3 separate regions of the Mus musculus genome follow, and all the other regions are linked to region 3. A link is a contact called in public Hi-C and promoter capture Hi-C data. All regions are on one chromosome and are shown on one strand. The core of a region is the stretch at or near the end of the contact, and the rest is flanking DNA. Distances in the headings are between cores, read along the strand shown. Region 1 holds the start of Pom121l2 (POM121 membrane glycoprotein-like 2 (rat)). Region 2 holds the start of Zfp184 (zinc finger protein 184 (Kruppel-like)). Region 3 holds the start of Zkscan3 (zinc finger with KRAB and SCAN domains 3).

What was found. Hi-C and Micro-C count contacts between places; a contact is called where the count stands out from the background. Capture Hi-C pulls out chosen DNA fragments and counts their contacts.
Region 1: a contact with region 3 is called in a promoter capture Hi-C map of adipose tissue, with 2.6 times the contacts expected there. The contact joins the promoter of Pom121l2 here to the promoter of Zkscan3 in region 3. A contact is called at or near these places in 2 of 39 promoter capture datasets (liver and pre-B cells), 1 of 115 datasets of contacts at active chromatin or transcription factors (memory CD8 T cells) and 3 of 9 other capture datasets (adipose tissue, macrophages and pancreatic islet).
Region 2: a Hi-C map of uterus shows a contact between it and region 3. The contact joins the promoter of Zfp184 here to the promoter of Zkscan3 in region 3. A contact is called at or near these places in 4 of 39 promoter capture datasets (the C10 cell line, cranial neural crest, liver and 1 more), 1 of 484 Hi-C or Micro-C datasets (uterus) and 2 of 9 other capture datasets (adipose tissue and liver).

What each region holds. Positions count from the first base shown.
Region 1 is chr13:21,978,837-21,982,606 of GRCm38.p6, reverse strand. It overlaps Pom121l2 (POM121 membrane glycoprotein-like 2 (rat)), which reads right to left and starts at 1,426. Exons shown (of 1, transcript NM_001162928.1): 1 at 1-1,426. The coding sequence starts at 1,046.
Region 2 is chr13:21,942,978-21,946,978 of GRCm38.p6, reverse strand. Zfp184 (zinc finger protein 184 (Kruppel-like)) reads right to left here and starts at 1,885. Exons shown (of 6, transcript NM_183014.1): 1 at 1,780-1,885; 2 at 1,180-1,423. The coding sequence starts at 1,186.
Region 3 is chr13:21,400,573-21,404,620 of GRCm38.p6, reverse strand. Zkscan3 (zinc finger with KRAB and SCAN domains 3) reads left to right here and starts at 1,866. Exons shown (of 6, transcript NM_001145778.2): 1 at 1,866-1,949.

The DNA.
Region 1 (3,770 bases), core at 177-2,676, 580 kb before region 3:
GTTGTAGCTTCTGTGGTTTGGTTGCTCGGCACAGCTTGCCCCTCTAATGTTGGGTCCTCTTCAGTGACAACAGGACCTTGCTGGCAAGGTATAGTTAGCAGGTCCCTAGGGCCAGACTGCAGTAGAGGAATCTCTCCATTTAGCTGTCCAGAGCTGCTGGGTGTGACTGAGAGGTGAGAATTAGGACTCTCTCCTGCTTTTTTCAATGGCCATTCTGGAGTCTGGACTAATGTCCTGAGAAAATGTCTCTTCCAAGATCCTGAGAGCTCTCTAGAAGAACTGTAAGAACTGGTAATAGCATTTCTTTTTGTGCTGGGGGGGCCTTGGGTATGTATGCTGGCCACAAGGGCCCCAGAGAAGCAACCGGATCTCTTACATTTATCATCTGAGCTCTGGACATGGGGTCTCCTTTTCAGAGACCCAGGCCTGGCCACAAACGAAACAGTGGCCCCACTTTTCAACAGGGGCTTAAAGGCGGACCATACGGAGGCCGAATGCCTTTGGCTGTCGGAGGTGTCCGGGAACAGTGGCTCTTCCCACCTGGCTCTGCCCTTCCTGCACTGGAGGAGGGCCCTCAGCACCGGGTCCTTTCCACAGGGCCCTGGTGGCTCCTCTGAAGGTCCCGCGGAGTTCACCACTCTTGAGACCGGGAACAAGGGCCGTGGTCTCCGCTCAGGAGGCGAGATCTTGACTGTCACCGGACTCCATGTGGCCCGAGGGTGACGAAGGGACCAAATATTACGCTTCAGGTAACTTTCCCACCAGTCTGAAGGAAGAGAGCCCATGATGGGGTTCTGTGGCCTCTTCATGGGGAAGCGCCTCCAGGCCTCACTGACGAAAGCGGTAGGGTTGGCGGGATCCCAGTTGGGCGGCCTCCGGGCCGGCCTGTGTCTCCGAGCGGGCTGGGCGCGGTGGACATGCTGCACCCGGTGGACCTGGTAGAGGGGCCTAGCGGGTCGGCGGCTCGCAGGCTTCTCCCCTGAGTCTGCGCGCCCCTGTGCTGGGGACCGCGGCGAGGACCCCGCTTTGCCCAGGTAGCTGCCCATGCTGAGAGGCGCGGACGGGCGGTGACTTCTAGCCCCGTTTCAACCTCGGCGGAGGCGGCCGAATCCAAGCATCCGCTGCTCGAGTGACGGTTGGGCCACGAGCGCCAGAAAAGCGCGAGGGAACTGGGGAGCTGGCGACACGCGGGCCACGGCAACCACGTCAGCCCGCTCTGGGATCTGCGGTCTGAGCACCACACTGGCAGAGCTCATGGGGGCTCGGTGTCTAGCATCCAGGCAGGACCCGGCCTTGGACCTGGATGCGCATTGGTGCGCGTCCCAGTTCCCCAAACTCTGAGCTGGAAGCGACTCTGGGTGATTTGAATCCCTTCATCGTACGAGTGAACGTACGAGGGAACGAGTGGGTGTGCTCGAGAGGGCACAGGACCAGAGGAAGATGGAACTGTTTAGGCAGGCTATAGGGCATTGTGACTTGTCAATGGGAAAGGCAGCAGCCAGCTGAGGTAATGTCTGTGAGTTCTATCAGAGCCTCCTCATGGCCAAACCCAGCATCATACCTTCAGGGGATAAAGTCAGGATTTGTAACCTTGCACCCTGGCGGGAAAGGGTCTATTTAGAAGACACTTGGAGCTCCTCTTCCCGACCAAACCTCTATTCACTTGCAGAATTAGTGTGTTAAACAAGTTGATAGAAGTTGAAGGTAAAACTGACTTCTTAGGGGGATACAGAAAGTTTCACTCTACACCCCTATGCTGGCCAGTGGACCAAAGTATCAAAGAACTCTGCCTGGCCATGAGCTAGAATCTTACATTTCACCCAAAACAAAACAAGTAGCTAACCAAGCACTTTCTCAAAACAGTATTGACAAGCAAGATGGCCAAGTCTGAGCATGCACTTGGTGGAAGGAGTGAGCTAACTCCCATAAGCTGTCCGCTGAGCTCCAAATACACAATATAGCAATAGCGTGTGTGTGTGTGTGTGTGTGTGTGTGTGTGTGTGTGTGTATACATACACACTGTATATACATACATACTGTGTATACATACACACTGTATACACGAAATGTAATTTTTAAAATTTTAAGTAAGGTGGAGAGACTCTCCATGAGCACACGAAAGTACCCCACACATACACAGAGCTACTGTAAGACATTCAGGAAATATAGAAAGTAGAAACTTCTATGTCTCAACAATAGAGCATCTATCTACAAATGTGAAACAGTTCTAGAAGTTCACACTGAGATGCCCCTAGCATGTAAGGAGGGTAGGAATAAATAGGGCTGTATCCAGCTATTAAGTGTCCCCAGGAGGTGGTTGCATAGAGAAACTGGGGAAGGAGGTGAACTAAAATTTGAGTGAGGATGACTGAATGGGACATACGTTTACAATGTATGCTGAGAAAATCATTCAATTGTGGGAGTTCACCACACATGTAACAAAACAGAGTTTGCAAATCCACAGGAATGATTGCTGGTTGCTTAAGACTGGGGCAGAAGGAAGAATAAAGGAGAGGACAGAAAGGTAACAGTATAATGATTTGTGTGCTATTGTTGTTATCTTTTGTTTTGTTTTTGTTTGGTTGGTTTGGTTTGGTTTTGGTTTTGGTTTTTGGTTGTTTTGTTTTGTTTTGTTTTTGAGACAGAGTTTCTCTATGTAGCCCTGGATGTCCTAGAACTCACTCTATGTTGACCAGGCTGGCCTTGAACTCACAGAGACCTACCTACCTCTGCCTTCTGAGTGCTGGGATAAAAGGTGTGCACCATTGCCCAATTGTTGTTATTTTTTAAGTAGTAAAAATTGACTATTGGGATTTTTTATCGACCTGTCTTAAAAGAACCAAACTGAACAACAATGGCCAGGAAAGAGTTGAAGTCATGAGAGCCAGTTTAGAAGTCTGTGTACTATCTTAATGCTGAGTCTATTTCCAGCAAAGGCAGGGGCAAAAACAAAAACAAACAAACAAACAAACAAAACCCCATGGCCAAGCCAACAGTTCCCTTTCAGAGACCTCCATCCAGGTAAGGCTGAATCTTTGTCTTCACCACAGAAAAGAATTTCAGGCCAGGCCAGTGTGAAGCAAAGTTAGAGATTGGGTATAGGATTCAAGGGGACACTGAAGCAGACTGTTGGGGCTAAGAAGTTTAACTAAGGAACACAGAAGAGCATAGCAGAGGCTCAGAGGAGAAGCAATCCCACGGGGCAGAGTCAGGGTTCCTTCTTATAAACGAAAAGGCCAGGTGGCAGAAACCATGCAGGAAGTGGTAAAGTGGGCAGGTGAGCTCCCTAAGACTGCCCATCACCCACTGCGATGTGGCACAACCCCAGAGGCTTGCTTCTTGCTACTGCTGTGCTTTCTCAGGTTTGTCACTGCGCATTTATCTGGCTTAATGTGAGTGGACCCCAGGAGACCCCCGCTGCCTATAACTTGATATGATTATTTCCTGGATGACAGCCCACTCTGTTGTGTAAATTTCTTGCAGATCAAAATAAAGATCAAATTCTTGAGATAAAGCTGTCTAGATGGATTAATGATTTTATGGAATTTCTGAATTGATTTAAGTAGTTTTGGGAAGTTAGCTTGATTTTAAAATTTTGGGTAAGTTAGGGTAATTGATAGAAAGTCAGCAGTTGATAGAAAGTTTTCAGTTAGAATCAAGAATAAAGTGTGCCCCTTCCTGATAGCTGCTGAGTTAGAGAAAGGAATACAGTGAGCGTTCATGCATTACAAGCTCCTAATTGTAGAGGCGGCAAGAATAGGCTTGGGACA
Region 2 (4,001 bases), core at 636-3,135, 540 kb before region 3:
ATATGACCAGATCTGCTGCTGCCAGCAATCCAGAAAAATGTTTTACTTTTCTTCCTGGAAATAACAACTATGTCTCCCCTTCCTTTATATGTCAGAATCCCCCAACCCCCTAAAAGGTTCAACTGAGGCCTCTGTACCATCCTGAGAAGGCTCAGCAGAAACAAACAAACAAACAAACAAACACACAAACAACAAAAACCAAACTCTGCCTTAATATTCATCTTTGTCTCTTGACACTTCACATGGTTCATACAGAGAAATGTGAAGTCCTCATTGATGAAGCAAGGCACTCTTGCTGAGTCCTCTCTGCTTCACATAAAGCATGAGTAAACAGTAGGGTATAATAGTGCATGCCTTTAATCCCAGCACTAAGGACGCAAAACCTTGTGGGTCCCAGTGAGTTTATTCAGTGACACTCTCCCATACCTAACGAAAGTAAAGACATGCAAGCACACACTTATACACATAAAACAAAATCTTTTTAAAAAAATTAACAAAAATGTGATAAGGGAAAGATAGTAATAGATCATACTCTTAGGTATTTTTAAAAGGACATTTAAAGAACTGTTTAGTTTTAGGCATTGCAATGTAAGAAATATGCTAACTAGGAAAAGACTACTCAAAGAAGTCTAGCGATCTTATATGGACCTATCATAGGAAATGAGACTTAGGCTGCTTGACAGGGAACTTAGGAGTTCTAACAGCTGAATTCACAGGTAACGGCATCATTGTAAAATTACTGACAGTATCTGGTGCTTTTAAGATCTACACACAGGTTACAGGACTAGGCACTGTTAGTAAAAGGAACTAAAAAACAAGGAAACATTTGCACCCAAATGGTGAGTTTAAGTCCACACACACACTTGCACCAGAACAAGCTTGAAAAAATTGCTTTCTGCAAGATATTTCAAAACTAATCTTTGCAATAAGTTAAAACACCTTTTTTTTTCTGACTAAAGTTTTCTATTCGGAAATGTAATAAAAGAGAAATGTCAAGAGGATCAGATATTCTGAACTGTTGTTCCTTTTCAAATTCTGATGTCCAGAACTCAGAATTAATTCTTTCAAGCCTCTTTCGATGATGTAATTAGGTTTCTTTACCCCTGGCCACATTACTTCTTCCTCCCACCTCTCAGTTCGCCATACACCAGTCCTCTCTGCCCTGGCCATTGCCATTACCTGCCATCCCAGGAGCTCTACGTCTTCCGCTAGAACTTGGACACGTGGATACCTGGGCAGCTTCAGTTTGGGACTTGGATGTCCCGCTCTCCTTCCAGAGTAGGTGTCTTATGCTCTACGAGACTGGCCTACCAGGCACAGGATACACTCTGCAGCACGCGTCTTACAGTCGCACCTCAGACTCGTACAGAGTAGCCAAGAGGTCCTGTCCAAGATCGGACGTGCACAGGGGAAGTTTGGATTGCTACAAGAAACAAAAAGTGAATAGGGAGCGAACAGCTCTGCCTCGCTGCAGTAGAGACTCTGGGCGCCCACCTAGTCTTGGCCACCCGCCCTCCACAGGGTCTGCGATCTCCCACTTTCCCAGGCGGCCAGACACACCTGTTGCGGGGCACACCAGAAAGGCGGGCTGCTCCGCATTTTGCTGGCCCGGCCCAGAACAAAGGAACAAAGCCTTGGGGAACCCGCGGTCCCCGGCAACGCCGAGGGGAGGCGCGCCCCCTTCCCTGACTCCCCGGCTTCCTCCCGCGCATGCCGCACTACGCGAGCCCGCAAGGTGACGTCACACACCCAAGGCGCTGGTGGTTGCCATGGTGATACCTGGACTCCAGTCTTGTGACGCACTCCAAGGATCCTGGATCCAGATGACCTGGGATGGTCATCAAAACTCAGGCTGTGAGTTTACGCCGTGGGACGAGCCAAACGCCCACCCCTTTCCACGCCCACAGTCGGCTTAGCGGTCACTTCCGGTCGCGTAGACCCTTTCCCTTGGTTTCCCCCTCCCCGCAACACACAGGAGCGCCTCACCGGGGAACACAAAGGACCACAATTCCCAGAATGCAACGCGCAGTGTTTCTGAATTACTTTTCCCAGGTTTCCACAAATGCTGCAGTCCCTCCTGGTGGCTCGGGAGGTTGAACCTGCCTACCGTTTGTGTCCAGTGATTTGGATTGTGAGCAGAGGTGGCCATATATAGCGTTTGTAACCAATATTCACACACCCTCAGGGTTTTGGGCGGAGATGTTGGGGGCAGTACCATGCCCCTCAGGCTGGTCTCGAACTTGCTATATACATGTGGCTGGCCTTGAAATCCTGATCCACCTTCTCCACCTCCTAAGGATCTGACCTCCCCTCACAGAGAATTTCAAAATGCAAGCGTACATTTCATCGTTCAACCCTACTTTTATTACCTGGTTGGTCTGCATTCTCATTTATATGGTATTTGTCGTTTTGAAAATATTTTTTCGTTTTCATGTCTTCGAAAAACGACTCTCATTTTTTTTTTAAATACTAAAGAAGCCGGGAGAAGGTGATGGTACAGTATTTTACATACTGCACGTTTCCTTGCCTAGCACTTAAAGCATATCCATTAGTGCTCTAGACGAACACAGAAGATTGCAACAAATAGGTTTTTATGTTTCAAAGATGTGGCCCACTCATCTAAGGGCTTCTGTTCCTCCCCAGTTATTTGACAGAAGGGCTAAAGTGGCTCCCCTCCTTAGCTGAGAGCACCAGACCTGGAAATGATAATGCTACACATGAAAACTTTAAGGAAAGGGGATGATATTTAGAGAAATGGTTGCAACAAGACATTCGATAAAAAAGAGAATGCAAACAGCAATCATGTTTAGTTTTTTTTTTTTAATTGATTTTATGTGTCTGTTTGTGGGCATATGTGAAGGGACATGCTTTGGTGTCCAGAAAAGGATGTAGGAGCCCTTGGAACTAGAATTTATAGAAGACTGCATGCTTAGGACCAGACTTCTAACACTAGCTTTTCTGTTTGCTGGCTAGGAGCACCTCACAGGTTTTGGTTCTGGGAATGGGGCTCTGTTGAAATAAATGCCTGGACACATGAAAGTGACTTTGAAATTTGATTATGAGTAGAAGCTAGAAGAATTACTGAGTTATAGCATTTAAACTAAATTATTCTTAAAAGATGGATGCTGGGGATGGTGAGATAGCTCAGCGGGTAAGAGCACTAACAGCTTTTCAGGAGGTCCTGAGTTCAAATCCCAGCAACCACATGGTGGCTCACAACCATCTGTAGTAACATATGAGGCCCTTTTCTGGTGTCTAAAGACAGCTACAATGTACTTACATATAATAAATAAATTATTTTTTAAAAAGTCTCAAATGCCTTTAAAAAATGGATGCTATATAGACATTAGATTCTAGTGATGACTCAGATGGAAGTGAGGTGCATGGGAAACAGCTACAGTCATCTTTCATATATTCTCATGGTTAGGACAGTCAACCACATGTCTGTTTACTACACTGAAAAATCCAGACTGGGAGATATTTGAAAACTGTAATGACAATTTTGGAATTTTGGTTGTTTTTTTGTTTTTTTTTTTTTTTTTTTTTTTAAGAAATATAAGAATGTGTTCTAGTTTTAATCCCAGGTGTGGGATTACGAGGCTGCTTCAGACTGTCCAAAGCAGTTGATTATGATTTACCTCATGCTCTAGCAGAGGCATGGTTTTGCCAGCTGCAGATTGTTTCTGCAACTATGTGACGTTTGGGATTTTAGGAACCTTTCAAACGCTAGGGCACTGAGAGGTGGGGTTGGTGGTTGGTGGTCATTCAGATTGGTTGTAGTTTGTTAGTCATGCTCAAGAAGAAATAAGAAAAAAAATAGATTCAGATCTCTCCCTCTCCCCCTCCCCCTCTCCTTCTCCCTTCCCCTTCCCCCCCCCTCTCTTTCCTTCTTTCTCTCCTATCCAGTGATAGGGGATGAAACCAAGGGAATAAAGGGTGGGAAAAAGAAGAGTCCACAAGTAGCAAAGTAGCAAAGACCAGGTACAAAAAAACACTTGCCT
Region 3 (4,048 bases), core at 617-3,116:
ATTTATATTATGATTCATAACATCTAAGTTACAGCTATGAAGTAGCAATGAGAATAATTCTGTGGCTGGGATCACCACAACATGATGTCTCTTTGTGTGTGTGAACCACTGGGTTTAATTGTGTTTACTTGCATGACCATGAGTGGGGCTGTTTTGTTTTGTGAGGATGGCTCTCACCCTGTAATCCAGAACTCCAAGCTGGCCTGGAACTTGGAGCTGTAACTTGAAGTGGCTCTTCCTCCTCAGCTTCCCACATGCTGGGATCATAGGAATGAGCCAATTTCTCTGGCTTTCAACTATCTATCCTTAATAAATAAAGCCTTTCTGTTTCTGTTGAGGTCTCTTTTATATTTTCTTGCTACTGTAATGATTATCTTTTAAGGTGATGTTTTCTTATTTGTGTTTGTTATAAAAATGTAACTATCAATATCAATTTTGAAATTTTAGTAGCTTTGCTAAATTTGCTAATTATAAGTTGAAGATTAAATTATCTTGGCTTTTTCTATAAAGGGCATTCAGAATGGTCCTGAAAACTGTTATATGTTGCCGGGCGTGGTGGCGCATGACTTTAATCCCAGCACTCTGGAAGCAGAGGCAGGCAGATTTCTGAGTTTGAGGCCAGCCTGGTGTACAGAGTGAGTTCCAGGACATCCAGAGCTACACAGAGAAACCCTGTCTCGGAAAACAAAAACAAAAACAAAAACAAAAATACTGTTATATATTTATAATTAATAGTTTAATTTCCTCTCACTTTTATTTTCCCTTTTCATGCAGTTTCTAAACAAACATTTTCTTATGCATTTCCCTAGGGCTTCTTTATGACGATAGAGAACATATAATTTTCCTTTTTCTTGACATCACAGAGATTTCAGGAAGGCTATATAGGAGCTCATTCTTTTGCTATCTTCCCTTAGTTGTCCTTGGAAAAAACAAATTTTGAAAGTCTCTTGGTGCTAGAGTCATCTTTCCTGGATAATGTAGCTACCACCTGTGATCCAAGATGCTTTTCTTTATAAAGAATAGAGACCATCACTAAAAACCCAATTGGATACAGAACAAAGACTGACAGATCATGGTGGTCCCAACCCCAACAGATACATCCACATCATGTCTCCTGCATCTATGGCTCAGAGGACATGGAGGAAGAGGAGGCAAAAAAAAAATTGTAAGAAATCTAGGATGTCAGCTGTGAAACAGCCTCCAAGAAATGGCTGCATACACAAGACTGAAACAATTGCAGTATCAATAGACAATATCAATATCAATGGAAGGGGGTAAAATTTCACAGGGTGCCACCCCAAACCAAAGAACTACTGGCAACTATTGACTGCTGGGAAATGGAGAATTAGTCTCTCCCTAAGATGAGCCCTCTTATTAGCTGTCCAATGCAGTCTTGAAACCTTGAAATCATATGCACACAAATAACATATAAAAACAAAAACTTAGCCAGTGGAATATGTACATATATAGATACAGATATCTCTATATCTGTATAGATATAGATATATACTTGTTCATGCACATACATATATACAACATATATACATATACACAAACACACATGAATGTAGCAATAACAAAGAAAAGAGGCTATCAGCTTGAGAGTGAGAGGGTAGGAGAAAAGACTAGGGGGAGGAAGGAAAGTGATGTAATTCTACTTCAGTTAAAATTTTTTTCTTTTTAAAAGTCTTTTTACGAGGCAACCAAGAGGACGGAAAAAACTGGAGGAAGTAAAGGGAGGAGAGAAAATGTTGCATTGCTACTTCAGCTAAAAGAATTTCTTTTTAAAAGTCTTTTTACGAAGCAACCACTAAGAGGAGGGAGAAGGGGGGGATCATAGAGTGTCGCTGGTGCCTAGAGAAGCCGGAAGTGCTCTGTGCCCCGCCCCCCGGGGTCGGACTTTCGACACTTTTGTGACTGCGGGGTGCTACGAGGTGCTGCGTTCGCGGGTGGGTTTGGGTCCCGTCCTGTTACCGTCCTCCCGCAGGGGTCGGCTGCTTGTGGGGGTTGGGGGTGGGACAAAACATCTTCCTCCGCGGCCTAGTGGCGCCGAGAAGATAAACTCGGTGGCCACTTGGGCCGAGCGCCCGACAGGGCCTCGGGCGCCTCGCCTCAGGCCGGTTCCGGGTGTCTGGTCAGTCTCAGGGCGTTTGGCGATGGGATTCTCGGGTCTTGTACTTAAGCTTTGAAAATGGGAGACGTCACAGTTTTGCTTTTCCTGGAGACAAGGTCAGTTCCAAGGTCTTTATTCTGGGGTACTGGAAGAGAGCCAGAACTTTGGAATCGGGTTGCTTGGTCGAATCTGGCCTCAGCTCCTTTGTGACTTCTCCCCCCAGTCCCTTAACCTTTCTGTGTTTTGCTATTTTAGGGGATAATGATGTCGCCTAACTTACTGGATTGTTGTGAGGAATAAATGGCTTCATTTGTGCAAAGGTGCTTAAAATAGTACCAGGCACGGGGTAATCTGCACAGTGTAAAGATAGCTGTTATTATTCCTGTTGCTTTTCCTAACTAGGACAGCACTTTCTCTTCATCGATCAGCCTTGGTACTGGCTGTTGTCTTTTGAATGTTAGTACTATTTATCAGTTCTCTTTATAATGAATGATTTCTGTATTTTAGGAGGGAAAATAGAACATTCTGGAAAAGAGCCTATCCCACAGCAAAGAGTAAAAGTGGTTTGTGTAGTGTCTTGTAATGGTCAGGCTCACAGAGGTTTAAAATCCTGGGGATGCCTTTTTTTTTTTTTTTTTTTTTTTTTGGTGGGAGGAGGAGCTTGAGAAACAGGAGGAGCGTCTAACCGCGAAGGATTAGGACCCTGTTGTAAGCAGACATTGCTGCCGACCTGCCAGCTTTCTGACCCTCAGCGAGATTCCTCTCCAGTGTGAGAACCACACGGACGGCTGATAGTTAGAAGTGATGATAGGTAGATTGGCGATAGATTAGAGATAAGTCGATCTGATCCTGAGTTCCCACTAACACCCTTTGTTCTTTTTGCAGGTTTTTAAAGCTAATATTGACCATACACAGTTTGCCATGGTCATTGAGTTGATGCCTCTTGTGGTCTTTGAAAGTCCTTTCATCTTCCTTCTTTTTCTTAAGGAATTGGATCTTTAACCTCCTGAGGGTATACAGGGATCCCTGAAGCATTCTTTTCTCTATTTGTAACTTAACAAAAAACAAAAACAAAAACAAAACCCTTGTCTTTGGTTTACTTATTTGGCAAACGCCTGTGTTGGTAAACAGTCTTCTGATCCTGTACCTTTGTACTCTGCCCAGCTGGTGAGACTCCAGATAGGCAAGCTGACAAAACGTGAGTGTGTGAAGCCGTTATTAAGAATGTATCAGTGTTCATTTTTCTAGCCTCAGCTCTACTCTTCTTCCTTGATCCCAACAAAATGCTTTGGCCTGTACTCAGGAAAGAAAGAAGATAAGGTTTTGTTTACTATTTAAAATGACATTAGTAAAGATTTGAATGTGAATCAGAGAGAAACTCCATCTCACCTGCAGTAGTAGGCCCACCATTCAGCCATAAATCTTATAGTCCTCTTCAGTCATGCTTTTCCTGCCTTTCCCCCATCCGTCCTTACCAGCCTCCCTTTTCCTTCCTTTTCCTGCTCTCCTTCCCCTGTCTTTCTTTCATTCTTTTTACAGCTAACTAGAGGCCAAGACAACAGATCCCTTCATCTGCAGGTACAGCAATGTGCTATAAAGTAGGAGCTTTAATTTAGACATACTATCATGAACAGAATTGATAGTAATTCCTTAATATTGCATTCATGCTTTCCTGATTGACCCAAAAGTATCTTTTTACAGTTAGAGCATACTATATTTAAACTACATAGTACGTATAGAATTGCTGTCCCTTGTAATCTATGATAGTCCACCTTCCTTTTGCTTCCTCTTTAAAAATAACATTTATTTGTGGAAGAACTTGGGTTTTCAATATTCTCACATCAGTTGCTTTATTCTACTGATACTTTGAGGGGGGGGGAGAGGATCTTCTCTTTAGCTTCTTAGTTCTCAAACTTGGCTGCACTTTGGATCACA